Linked DNA regions of Mus musculus: region 2 is linked to region 1. The links are chromatin contacts, called in public Hi-C maps. All regions are on one chromosome and are shown on one strand. The core of a region is the stretch at or near the end of the contact, and the rest is flanking DNA. Distances in the headings are between cores, read along the strand shown.

What was found. A called contact is a pair of places that touch in the nucleus more often than the background predicts.
Region 2: a Hi-C map of the N1E-115 cell line shows a contact between it and region 1, with 5 times the contacts expected there. The contact joins two enhancer-like sites. A contact is called at or near these places in 1 of 15 datasets of contacts at CTCF or cohesin (the G1E-ER4 cell line), 6 of 484 Hi-C or Micro-C datasets (the 63-12 cell line, the G1E-ER4 cell line, the N1E-115 cell line and 3 more), 7 of 115 datasets of contacts at active chromatin or transcription factors (T-cell acute lymphoblastic leukemia, acute myeloid leukemia, embryonic stem cells and 3 more) and 1 of 9 other capture datasets (embryonic stem cells).

Annotation. Positions count from the first base shown.
Region 1 is chr4:108,345,337-108,348,350 of GRCm38.p6, forward strand. It overlaps Gm46889 (a long non-coding RNA gene), which reads right to left. Exons shown (of 2, transcript XR_001784545.1): 2 at 157-421. Among named protein-coding and RNA genes, the nearest start is that of Gm46889, 4.4 kb to the right of the region's middle. Within about 2 kb of position 1,600, at least 108 of the 459 cell types and tissues checked have an H3K27ac peak or open chromatin away from gene starts, as enhancers often do. A contact at or near this core is called in the N1E-115 cell line, where this site is marked.
Region 2 is chr4:108,432,900-108,435,913 of GRCm38.p6, forward strand. All of the region lies in intron 1 of Gm40223 (a long non-coding RNA gene), which reads left to right. Among named protein-coding and RNA genes, the nearest start is that of Gm40223, 3.7 kb to the left of the region's middle. Within about 2 kb of position 1,527, at least 16 of the 459 cell types and tissues checked have an H3K27ac peak or open chromatin away from gene starts, as enhancers often do. A contact at or near this core is called in the N1E-115 cell line, where this site is marked.

The sequences.
Region 1 (3,014 bases), core at 350-2,849:
ATGAGTCAGTGGGTAAAAGTGCTTGCCCTCTCCCCCCCCAAAACCTGATACTTGGAGTTCAATCCCCAGAACTCTCATATAAACAAGGTAAGTGAATCCAGGCTCCCTGTATGTCTGTAGCATGCAGATACCCACACATACTAATGATGAAGATACTAAAAGATTAAATACAGTTTTAGAAAGCTTTGACTTCCGAGCCGCTCTTGCCACACAGATCTTCACTTGGAAGCCTCCCTTCTCATGGTTTGCAGTGGTTGTGTGGACCCAGGCCTCACTTCTTAGGTCCGAAGGGCGGATACTGGTGTCCACTCTTTGTTCTGCACGTTATTGACTCTCTGATCTTGGAGAAGCTGCCCAACCTTCTGTGTTCAGGTAGATAAGAAAGTGATCGTTCCGACAGGTCCTTGGGATGGTTAAGCAACTGCGAAGGCAGATTCTTTAGTTAGGTCATTGTTTCTTGCCCCATTGTTTTGTTAGCTTCTGTGGGAGTCTAGCCTTTAAAACCCGGCTGCCATCATTTAACTATCTGGGGAGCAAAGGAAGGGGCTTTCTGGGGAGGGGGGTTGATGGCATAGAGCAGCTGCAAGAGGTAGGCCTGGGGCGGGGGGGGGGGCTTGGGGCCCCTCTCTTTCCTCTGCTGCCTGAACACACTCCCTGAGAACAGCAGGCGCCCAGTGGAAGCTGTTCCCAGCTGTTGCCCCTCCTCTGGCCTGAGAAGTGCCAATTGTATTACATACAGTTTATGTATCAGTCCTCTGTACTGTTTAAATCGGAAAGACAGCCCTTTCCCCAACGTGTCTCCCACCCCCATGCCACTGTATTTGGCTCCTTCTTGTTCCTTGGGTTTCTGCATCAGGGATTTGCCTGTAGTCTGTGTGAGCTACCACCAAAAGGTGGCCAGTACACACATGCTAACTGTGGGGGTGGATGTGTTTGATAACTACTAACAGACATTGTATACCTTGAATATATACACTTCCATTGGTAAGTTTATTAGGAATGAAATGAGAAAGAAACAACAGAAGTACCCAGGTTGCCTATACTGGATTTTCTCCTGGAACCCCTTCCGTCTCTGGCCTCCTGGTCTGGAAGGCTGCATGTTCCTCCAGGCTGCAGTGATGCAGTGGCCCCTGTGTCTACACATAGCCGTCACCCATCAGAACATCCATGACACTTGCCATCCTCTGCAGACCAGGTTGGCCTCAAATTCTGATAAGAGATCTGCCTGCCTCTGCCTCCCAAATTGTAGGATTAAAGGCATGTACCACCACCACCTGTCTGATAAAACATCTTTAATAAGGCAATATAAAAGAAAGCATTTGGTTGGGACCCAGTTCCTGGTAACACACCTTCTCCAATAGGGCTACACCTTTTACTTCTTCCCAAATAGCCAACTGGAGACCAAGATTTAGCTATATGAACCTATTGGGGCCTCTTCATTCAAACATCCACAGCTGTCGGCTCAGCTTGCTACATTGCCAAGGCTAGCCCTGAATTAGTGGAATCCTTACAGTACTAGGATTACACACCACCAGCTATGTAACAAGATCCTTGAGAACTACCAAGGGCACCAGGAAGCGGTTACCCATGCCTTTAATCCCAGCGGATCTCTGTGAGTCTGAAGCCAGCCTGGTCTACAGAGACGGTTCAGGACAGACAGGGCTACACACAGAATCCCTGTTTTGAAAAACCAAAAGAGAAAGAAAGGAAGGACTGAGCTGGGCAATGTGGCACGTGCCTTTAATCCCAGCACTCGGGAGGCAGAGGCAGGCAGATTTCTGAGTTCGAGGCCAGCCTGGTCTACAAAGTGAGTTCCAGGACAGCCAGGGCTATACAGAGAAACCCTGTCTCGAAAAACCAAAACCAAAACCAAAACCAAAAAAAAAAAAAAAGGAAGAACTGCCAAGAGGGAGTGAACCTAGAAGGATGACTCACGGGTAAAGCGCTTATTGTGCAAACATGTGGAACAGAGGTCAGATCCTCAGAACCAAGAAAGCCAGGTGGGTGTGGTCATCGTCCTACAATCCCACAACTGGGGTGATGGAGGCAAGGGATCCCCAGAACAGGCAGAACTAGTTAGACTGGTCCACATCAGCCATCTCTGGATACAGGTGAGAGACCCTGCCCAATAAGTAAGGTGGAGAGTGGTCAAGGGAGATACTTGCTGTCAGACTCTGGGCTCCACTTGCATGCACGGGTAAACATGAAGGCCCACGGATACCTGTCTCACAAACATATCAACATGCAAAAGACTTACCTCATCCCCGACTCCACAATGACCTAAAACTCTCCCTTAAGGGCCCTCCTCCCAGAGGTTCTGCCACCTCCCCACAGCAGGGCTCTGGGAACAAAGCTTGTCCATCCGTGAAGGGACAGGTGAGCCTCAGGCAAGCACAGCCTTGCCCTCCGCTCCTCCTTACTCCCTCAGCCAGCACTGCGGCTGGATGCTGGGGACACAGAGCCCCTGACAGCATTTGTCACTTAGGAGCTCATGGTCCCCATCATGACTGACCACTGTCTGAGTACAAACTGTTCTAGTCCTCTCCACAACCCTACAAGGAAACGTTTATTCTCTCCATTTTTCAGACAGAGAGACCAAGTCTCGGCCAATGTAGCTAGTAGGAACACAACAGACCCTGTGGACAGCAACTGGGATTAAGACTTGGTCCTGAGCCGGGCGTGGTGGCGCACGCCTTTAATCCCAGCACTAGGGAGGCAGAGGCAGGCAGATTTCTGAGTTCGAGGCCAGCCTGGTCTATAAAGTGAGTTCCAGGACAGCCAGGGCTATACAGAGAAACCCTGTCTCGAAAAAAAAAAAAAAGACTTGGTTCTGCCTGCAGCCTTCCATTCAGATGCTGGAAACCAAGCAGCACACATACGGTATCTTGAGGCTTGAGTAGATTCTGGGGAACAGGAGTTAGAAGCTAAGGCCAGCTGCAGTGGGACATGGTGTCCCCACAGCTCCCTCTGTGCTCCAGAGTCCTCTTGGCTTGGCTACACGGATGGCCCAGGAG
Region 2 (3,014 bases), core at 277-2,776, 87 kb after region 1:
TGTGCTCAGTCCCTGTAGGGACCTGCTTTTTTTTTTTATATCCTCTATGGTCTCTGTAAGTGCTGGTTTATTTCTTCTTTAGCTTAAAAGTTCTAGGAGAGCAAGGATCAGGATGGATAGCCCTGGACGCTCAGTACTTGGGACATGAAGAACTGTTCTCTCCAGCTACAAGCAAGAAATAGAATAATTAATCTGAATAATACATTCAGGGTGAATATGGGCTAATTTCTACCCAGAGACATTCAGTTTTAAAACAAAAAAGTCTTCTTTCCTGGTAGCAATTTTCTACTTTCCGCCAGTGACTTGATTTATTGAGAGACCTTTAAGTGCTGTTGAGCCGAGCAAAAGAAAAGTTGGGAAAGGCTTTTCTTGTCAGGGACACAACCCTTTCTTTCTATTATGTCAGTTTCTTTAAACAAAAAAGGATTTAAACAATCTTTTTCAATTGATTCTCTTGTAAACACTCAAAGAAAGAATGTCTATCCCACTCTGCGAATAAAGTGGAAGTCCCTTAATTGTAAAGACATGAAATGCCTGGACTCCCTGCCTACAGAGTTTGAGTAATTGGCAATAATTTCTACCTTCCCCTCCCCCTATTGAAAGGCAGCTCACATCTTATTAGAAGAAAACCAGATCACTAACCTGGGAACCCGAGTCCTGGAAGGAGTTTATTTTACCAGCCAGCACAAGCTTCCAGAGGGAGCAGAAGGCAGGAAGCCTGCGTTTTCTCTCTGCTCCAGTCCACCTGGTACCTGGACTGATCACCACGCTTGTGATTGGCCTTTGCTTCCCCAGCTCCCTCGTGGGACACTTTTCAGCCTTCGAAATATCCAGGCAGATGTTTCCTGTGGAAAATATTCCCTAGGACAGCTCTCTGTTATATGGGTTTCTGGTAGAAGTATCAAAGGGTTGAGGCTGGACCCAGATGAAAAGCCTAGAAGGTATATAGTGTGCCTTTGAGGGACCTGTGGTTAGAGATTTCTTTTTCTTCCTTCCTTCTTTTCTTTCCTTTTCTTTTCTTTTCTTTTCTTTTCTTTTTGCAATTTCTTTTCATTATCAACAGCTAAACTCTCTTTCAGTAAACAGATTTTGGAATTTGGTTTTACCTTTTATTATTATCTTGGTTTTTGCTTGTCTGTGTGTATGTGTGTGTCTGTGTGTGTATGCACATGCATGTTCATGTGTGTGTAGCACATCCATGTGTGGTTGCATCTGTGTGTGTGGATCTGGAGGCTGGAGGTTGATGTCAGATGTCTGTCTTCATTGCTTTCCACCTTACATACTGCTGAACCGAGAGCTGGCCGTTCGGCTACTCTAACCAGCTTGCTCCAGGATTTCCTGTTTCTGGCTTCTGCTCATTAGGACTACAGGGAGGCTGCCATGCCCGCTTGAATTTTATATGGGTTCTTGGGGTCTGAATTCTGGTCCTAAAACTTACAGGGAAAGTGCCTCACAACTAAGCTATCTACTTGGCCTATGGTTTTGAAAAAGTACTGTAACGTCTGTGGCTATCAATTTCCTGTTGTTTTGAGACTGGGTTTCATGTACCTCAGCCTGGCCTAGAATTCATTATGTAACTGAGGTTGATCTTGAACTCTTAATCCTCCGGCCTCCAACCCTTGGGTGCTGGGATTACGGACCTGTACCATCAAAACATGCTCTCAATTTCCTTTTTTTTTTTTTTTTAAACAAAATGTTTACTTTTAGTTTGCTCCTCTCAGTGATGTGGTGAGGTTGAATGGAAACCCTAGCACAAGATACTTAAGGATAAATTATAGTAATAATAATTATTATTACTGTTATGCACTTTCATCAAAGGCTCAGCTCTGTCTAGTGTCTGAGCCAATCCAGGCCATTGTAGGAGCAGACATCCTCACCTCTAATAGCAGCTGGGTCCAAGAATTAGAATTGATTTTAGGTGTGTTAGATGTGAACTCTGACTCAATTAGTACCACTGGTTTTCAGCTGAAACAGTCCACTGACTACACTTGTGTCATGGCCGTCAGCCTGCCTACGTCCTACTAATCCCAACTTAGGACTGGAGTGGAGAGGATCCTGTTCCTTCTTCCACTAGCCTACATACAGCTGAGCACAGAATAATAACCCAGAACCATTATGCCTCTTCCATCAGACTCTTGTCAGAACCACTTGATGTAGGCCTAGACCCTGGCTTGTTGCCACCACAACCAGTTATCCAGAATCATCCATCCTCATTATACTCTTTGAACATTGCGCATTGGCCAGAGAAGTTCTTTATCCTTGTTCCTAGGTTGTCACCTTCCCCCTCTATTTGTAGCCTAAGAAAAAAGAAATTGACATTCGCTCCTAGGCAGTTCTATACATGGGCTCTTACTTAATGAAATCCTATGAAGTCAGTATTAGTTTTTATCTTTGTTTTACAGATAGGAAACTTTCTGAGGGGGCTGGAGATATGGCACAGTAGATAAAAACATGGATTAAGCAAGCATGAAGACCTGAGTTTGAATCCCCAGCACCCAACTCAAATAACTGGGCATGGCTACATGTGCCTCTAACCCCAGTGGTGGGGGTGGGAGAGCTTGTTAGCCAGCCAGCCCAGATAAAAGACAACAGGGCAGTAAAGAAGGATGGCTTCCAGATGTGTGCACATGGGTATGTGCTCAACTGCATTCAAAACACACACACACACACACACACACACACACACACACACACACACACACACACAGGCACACCATATGTCTTAGTCAGTTACTATTGCTATAATGAAACAAACACTGTGACCAAAAGTAAGTTGGGGGAAGAAAGGATTTATTTGTCTTACATTTCCATATCATAGTTCATCACTGAAGGAAGCCAGGGCAGGAACTCAAGCGGGCAGGATCCTGAAGACAGGCGCTAATGCAGAAGCTGTGCAGGGTGCAGCTTGCTCCTCAGGGCTTGCTCAACCTGCTTCCTGATAGGATCCAGGACCATAGCCCAGGGGTGTACCACCCACAGTGGGCTGGGCCCTCTCCAGTTCTCACCAATCACTA